Regions from separate parts of the Mus musculus genome. Here region 2 is linked to region 1. Evidence: chromatin contacts called from public ChIA-PET data. All regions are on one chromosome and are shown on one strand. The core of a region is the stretch at or near the end of the contact, and the rest is flanking DNA. Distances in the headings are between cores, read along the strand shown.

Evidence for each region. ChIA-PET counts read pairs in DNA pulled down with a chosen protein or histone mark.
Region 2: an RNA polymerase II ChIA-PET map of memory CD8 T cells shows a contact between it and region 1, with 14 read pairs. The contact joins the enhancer-like site here to the promoter of Mrps11 in region 1. A contact is called at or near these places in 2 of 39 promoter capture datasets (liver and pre-B cells), 7 of 484 Hi-C or Micro-C datasets (B cells, the G1E-ER4 cell line, the N1E-115 cell line and 3 more), 3 of 115 datasets of contacts at active chromatin or transcription factors (astrocytes, large pre-B cells and memory CD8 T cells) and 1 of 9 other capture datasets (liver).

Annotation. Positions count from the first base shown.
Region 1 is chr7:78,781,428-78,784,769 of GRCm38.p6, reverse strand. Mrps11 (mitochondrial ribosomal protein S11) reads right to left here and starts at 1,639. Exons shown (of 6, transcript NM_026498.2): 1 at 1,347-1,639; 2 at 1,090-1,197. The coding sequence starts at 1,411. It overlaps Mrpl46 (mitochondrial ribosomal protein L46), which reads left to right and starts at 1,681. Exons shown (of 4, transcript NM_023331.2): 1 at 1,681-1,963; 2 at 3,184-3,342. The coding sequence starts at 1,742.
Region 2 is chr7:79,362,136-79,365,539 of GRCm38.p6, reverse strand. No RefSeq gene overlaps it. Among named protein-coding and RNA genes, the nearest start is that of Gm24224, 10 kb to the right of the region's middle. Within about 2 kb of position 1,954, at least 137 of the 459 cell types and tissues checked have an H3K27ac peak or open chromatin away from gene starts, as enhancers often do. A contact at or near this core is called in B cells, the G1E-ER4 cell line, astrocytes and 3 more, where this site is marked.

The DNA.
Region 1 (3,342 bases), core at 390-2,889:
AATTCCATCAGTAGCTCCTCGTTGCCTGCAGGGGATAAAGTGTAAAAGCTCTAGGGAGACAGGGCTGTCCTCTGCCATTTGGATCCTTCTAGAGCAGTGGTCCTCAGTGTTCTTAATGCTGTGACCCTTTAATACAGTTCCTTATACTGTGGTGACCCCCAGCCATAAAATTATTTTCGTTGCTACTTCCTAACTGTGATTTTGCTACTGTTATGAATCGTAACGTATGTATGTGTGTTTTCTGATGGCCTTAGGAACCCCAAAGGGGTTGCAACCCACAGGTTCCGAAATGCCTTTCTAGAGGCATCACAAGCCAGTTCTGACAGCCTGCCTTTCCACAGACGTTACCCTTGCCTGCCACGATCACAATGATCTTGTCCAGCTGAGATCCTAGTCACTTCCACAGTCCACGGTACTTAGTCTTTCCTGAATTCCTCAAGTGTGCCTTACTCTCTTAAATGTCCAGCCAGTTCTTACCTCTATTATCCTTTTGATCAGATTATGGTTAATACATTTGCCTGTGTGTTGTTTTTGCAAGTTGTGTACTACTTCTGGGGAGACATAACCTATATTTCCTGTATTTATCCTGGTACTCAACAGGTAGTAGTAGCTTTTGTAACTGTTAAACAGATGTGAAGGTAAGTGAACATATATACCGCCTGCATATTAAGTATTTCTACTAGTGGGATGCTGCAGGATGCCAGGTCCCAGGGCTAGGCACGAAATTAAGAAAGGCACAATCTAGATGTGCAGTTAGTGTGGTTCTTCAAGACATTTTATGTTGGAGGCAGAGAAAGCTGCTAGTCGGATCTAAAGCTTATCTCACAAGGAAAAGAAAGCTGGTATTTATATACATTGGACACTTAGCTAACAGTTGCTAATTGAACAGCTACCTTATGCCCCTGCTCATCCCTCTATTTTCCCAACAACCCCTCTAAGCATTATCTCCACGTATAGTGTGCTGATTTGCACAAGCTCCCACAGATGGCAAATGACAGCCAGGAATTAACTTTTTCTATGATTTTGGACGGTGTCGGGCAGAAGTCACAGGATGCAACTTTCCAGAGCGCTGCATCCACTTACCCTCACCTGAAGCGACTTGGAGCCGCTTCCCTTTCAGTGTTCTGCCTGGCAGCTGAGTCTTCTAATCTCGGGGCTCCGGTGTGGATATTCTTAGCTGGGGCAATGCCCACAAACCTGGGGGGCAAAAAAAGAGAGAGAGAGAGAGAGTACGATGAGGGACTGGATTAACGGTATTTTGGGGGGTTCAAGTGGCACATAGGTCTGGAAGGAAGGTAGGCGGGCAGGCTCGAGAGTGACAGTGGGTTCGAAAGAGTAATCCTTACCTGGTCATTCCATGTCCAGCCCAGGACCGCAGGAGCCACGACCCGGAGTTTCTTAAAACCTGCATGACTGAAATTGACCCTCCGCGGCGCTTGGCTTAGCTCGAGCCAGCACCATGAGCCTCTGTGGGGGTGCTCACAGACAGGAAATCACCTGATTGCTCTTAAATAGTCCTGTAAGTATTTTTTCTTCAAATTTAAAGCTCTATAAAACCATTTATGTAGGAACTTTCCCCTTTCTAGTGGTCTAACACTAGAATTTCACCTACCTCCCCCAAAGGGAATGGTTCATTCCACTCGGTAAACCCGCCCCTCGCCGGCCCGCGTTGCCTCATGGGAACCTGGGGTTGGCTGAGGGCTCTGCCGGGCGCCGCGGTACCTTGTGGGAAGACAGAAAGATGGCGGCGCCCGTAGGGCGTACTCTTTTAGGGCTGGCTAGAGGCTGGCGGCAGCTTGACAGGTTCTGGGCAGGTAGTTCTCGTGGCTTGTCCCTTGAGGCTGCGTCCTCAAGCAGCCGGTCTCCATGGCGCTTGTCGGGCGCCTTGTGTCTGCAGCGGCCACCGCTGATCACCAAGGCGCTCACTCCATTGCAGGAAGAGATGGCGGGTCTATTACAGCAGGTAAGGCAGTCACGGGCTTCCTGGTGCGGCGGAGGGAAGCAACAGTATCAAGGAGGTCTTGATTTCCATGGAGACTCTGGTACTTCGTGTGACCTTGAGCAAACGTTTCATTTCTCGACCTTTAGTGACATCTGCAAGATGAAGTTACCGTACTGAGTTGGGTTAGGATATAGCAGGTGTTGAAAGAGTTTAGTTGGCTTGTTTTCTCTTGATCATTCGGTGTGGATAGCTTCCTTCTTGTTCATTCAATACTGTAGGGATCCGGGGGCAAACAGGAATCACTCCCTTTAACTTAGGAGCTCTCAGACTATAGAGAAGTGTTTGTGATGTTAGGACGAAAGTCGTGGTGACTGTGGGCACATCCTTAAGATAATGCGGTAAAGTTTGCTTTACCTCAGGGAGCAATTTCTGTGAAAGACAAAAAACCCAAGTGTTGTTGCTGTTGGGTCAGGAGATAGTGATGGAAGGTCTTCCGTATCCCTAGACTCCAAAAGGCTTTTGTCTGGAGAATACTAATGGAAACTCCCGTCAGTGCTTTTTGCTCAATGTATTCACTCACTTGACTTTTTTTTTTTTTTTTGGTAGTCCTTTTTCTTTCACCATAAAGGTATTCGTAGCCAATACTGTGCGTCTGTGTGCAAAGTGATAGGCAGTTGTGGATGTGACAGGCACATCGCTCTGCTTCGCAGAGAGTTTCCAGGTACTGGAATTAGGGATACAATCAGTAACCAGTCTTATGACTAATTATAGACTTTGGTAAGTGCTATTAAGGAAAACATAGAGTACTAGAAGAGTTTTACACAGGACCACATAGGTTTTATTTTCCTGAGAAGTATCCAGGAATATCTTTCTGAGAAAGAGGTATTTGAGTTGAAATAAGAAGGATGGATAGAAATCTGGAAGAAATGGCATGAGGAGAAAGAGAGACTAGGAAGAAGGATGTTGGAAAGTCTTCATGGCAGGAAAGTCCTTGAATAGATGCTGATCAGAGACGAGTAGACCTAGTGTGTGGGAAGTGGGTCTTCAGTGCCCTCTGTTCTCCTTGACAGTCTTAATGAAGTTCTCCTACTGCCTACTTACAATCCAGTGGGCTTTTTTTTTTTAAATCTGTATAGTGTTTCATTCTATTTCTGATTGTGTTAAGAGTTGTACGTCTGAGCCTGTCAAGGTCACAGAAGCTTTGTTTTTTTTCTTCTTCCTTTTCCTTTTCCCTTTCCCAGATCGAGGTAGAGAGAAGCCTGTATTCAGACCATGAGCTCCGTGCTCTGGATGAAGCTCAGCGACTGGCAAAGAAGAAAGCTGACCTTTATGATGAGGAACAAGAGCAGGGCATTACGCTCGCACAAGACTTAGAAGATATGTGGGAGCAGGCATTCCTA
Region 2 (3,404 bases), core at 705-3,204, 580 kb before region 1:
AACTCTCCCTCCACAGAGCACATACAAGCATTTTACATTTTTTTGTCTTTAATTTTTTAAGTAAAGAAATTCCGTTGAATCAAAGATAACAAAATTACAGTTTTTGTTTGTAATGATCTTTGTTTACCACCACAGATTCCAAAAGTAACGTTGAGAACAGAAAACAATCAAGGACGCCATTGTTTAGTATAATTTCTTAATAAAGGTAAATATCCTCATATTTAGAAAAAATTGCATTGCTCATTGCAAGTCCGAAACACCTGCTGCTGGAAGAGTCAGAAGACCCAGCAGCACAGGGGCTTTTAGAGCACAAACTCCAAAATACAGTATTTCCAGGGCAGCCTCTGGAGTTCCGTGAAACCCAGAGAGAACAAAACAAAACTCATCAGAATCAGGAATGTGAAAGTGATGGTTCTCAAAAAAAAAAAAAAAAAAAAAAAAAAAAATCAATCTGGAAGCAGAATCTGCCAACGTAAGACAGTGGTCGGTTGGAGTCTACCTGGGAAAAGGAGGGAGGTGAGCTGGCCCCTCCCCCACCCCAGCCCTGGTCAATAAGGCAGCGGCAGTGGGGGAAAAGTTGCAAACTCAGGTATAGTGAAGGTCTGCCTGAGGCTGCGGGAGAGAGCCAGGTCACCTGGAATGGGTGTGGAGAGGTAACAGGGCACTACATGGATTTGTGCTTTAGGAAAACTAAAGAGGCCAGAATGAAGACCAAAGCGAGCCCAGCTCCTATCACCAGGAACCAGGTTCCCTCAGGAGAGCAGCCTGGGAGAGTGGCGGTTGGCCCTGGGGACCGAGGAGGTCAGCAATGATTTCAGGTGATGTTGACTGCTCTGTGTCTGTGGTCTGGGGGGCAGAATGCCCACCGAGACTAAGGGTGATCCTATAGGCGCTAGAAATGGACTGTCCCCAATTTATGGCAACAGAAGATTACTTGGCTAATGGGGACCAGTTATAGATTTCCTAATTGACAGGAGTCTAGTAAAAAGTTGTGAATTTTCTGAACCTCGCCATGTCAGTCTTAATCTACCAATTAGAAATTGATTTCAGCTTCTTTATTAGGCATTGGTGAAAGCTCTACCTATGTATACGCTAGGAAAAAAACAGCTGGAAAACATGGCAGACAGACTCTTCCAAAGGAGACAGCTGTCTGTGTTCTGGGTGTCTGGGGATAGTTGGCAAGCTGTACTCTGTAGCCTGTTGCTAAGGACCACTTCAGGAGGATGCTGGGCTGTAGCACCTGGAGGCAGCAAGGCCAGCAGAGCAGCCTTTGCTCTGGATGCTGTTGGGGTTCCTTAGCCAGCAGGGGCCTGCTCCTGTGTCCTTAGCTATAAACATAGTTTGGGAAAATTGACCCCAGGCAGAGGGGACAACTGTCCTTTGCTTAGCTAACAGGTGGAAGAAACTTGGCCCTCAATGGCTTGGTCTCTAAATGCCAAGCAGGCCCCTTTTGGAAGCATTTGAGTGATCTAATGTGGCTTTGAAAGAGAGTAAGGCCAAGACGACGGGTGGGTGGAGGGGCTTAGATCCAGATCACTCATGTTGTTGGGGTGAGAGGTGGGGGTGATGTCATAGGAGCCTCCAGGCCACCTGAGGAAATTCTCTGGTTTGGCTGTGGCTTTGCTTCAGACTTTCATAGGAGAAGAGTTTGAATTCTTAGGCCACAATGTTGTCATACCAGGGGATTTTCTAGAGGCAAGTTAAGGCTTTGTGGGTAAAGAAAACAATTCCAGATGATACTGTGACAGGATGCTGAGGTGACATGCTTCCTAAGAACTCTCTCATGTGCCTAAAGGAAGAAAACCCAGGGGTTCCTTCAACTCCACAAGTCCTGTCTCCACACCCCCACACCCACTTCCTCCTTCTTTTAAAACTGTCACTCAAGTCAGGATCAAGGCCACAGGAAAAGAAAAGCCTCTCACATCTCTAACACCTGCTTCCGGGGCAAACATAAACACGTGCTCTGTATCTCCGGACCTGGCAAACTCTATCTCAAGTCAGCCACTTACAAAGAGGGCTCTCATCCGGATGCCAGCCAGATAAGCTCAGCCACCCAGAAGGTTCAGCTGAGCCAGAGCGAGCCTGCCCAGGAAGGACCTCTGGCTTGGCAACCATCCACCCTTAGCCTGGTCACACTGAAGACCGAGGCACTCTCCTCATTACTGTGGCTCTCACCCGCTACAGTCACAAGACTACCCTCAGAATAGCAAGGAAACGGTCATGACGGTCAAGACTAGGAAGAGAGGCCAGAGACGGGGTTTTGGATGTTGCCTCGTGTCCTAACTAGGAAAAGTTGAATGCACACGCGCCTTCTCTCTCTTAAGATGAAGATGAGCTTAGGGGTCAGGGTTCACTCCCTTCTACGTGCAACTTCAGACACACTTAACAATGATGGAGAGAATGATTCACAAGTGAGTGAAGCAGCCTCAGAGATGCTATAGAACAAGGTAACAGGTTCAAGAGAGGTGAAGTGACTTGCCCGTGTGTCCGGCATGAGTCAGAGCCAGTGGGGGTGAGCAACCAGGTCTCCTGACGCTGGTTCTGTAACACCATGTGAATAAAGGAAGACACCCTTAGAGGAATGTTTCAGTAGATCCCAAGGTTCCCTGTGAGTGTAGGATACCACAGGCGTGAGAGGGATACACTGACACGTTTTCCACCTTCACTCTGCTCTGGCATGGAAGACACAAAGTTGGTGCAGGAAAGAACGGGCGTTCAAGTCTGCAAGCTTCCCTGCTAACTAGGCAGTCTTGATCATCATTTTGATGCTAGGTAATCCTAATTTGACTGAAGTCCATGGTTTCCAATTATTTGGGAAGCAGGGAGTACAACTGGAATAATATAGGTGCACTCCGCACTTGGGTCTTAATGTTATTCCAGCCACAGAATTGTCTACATCTATGTAATTTATATCCTTGATTTAAAAACAGAATACTCTCTAAACGCTAGAGCGAGGCAGCCCAGAGGAAGGAAAGCAGCCGACCTACATAGAGGGCTGTCCTCCCATTCATTAGGCAAAGCTGGCACCTCCACAGTCATGCCTCTGTACTCTCATTCAGGGCCAAACAAGAATTTTCCTGTCCGACTGCCACGGTCACGGTCTCATTTCCATGTCTGAGAGCCCAAAACTTAAATAAAGAGCCTCAGTTGATTTCATGTGAAGCAAAATGGAATGCCAGTGCCATTCAGAGTGACACACTAAGGAGGCTTCAGCTGGTACACGTCCCCTCCCCCAGCCCCAGGGAGGGCCTGGATCTCTAGGCGTATGGCAGCTCCACCTCTCCCCAGTGGGCCTCCAGGCCTGTTGCTTGGACCAGGCTCCCAGGACAACCTCCCACTTCCTCCTAAGTATGACAAAAGGGGGCACCCAAGCTTTGTCAGGACTTGGGAAGAGATGGCCTCGG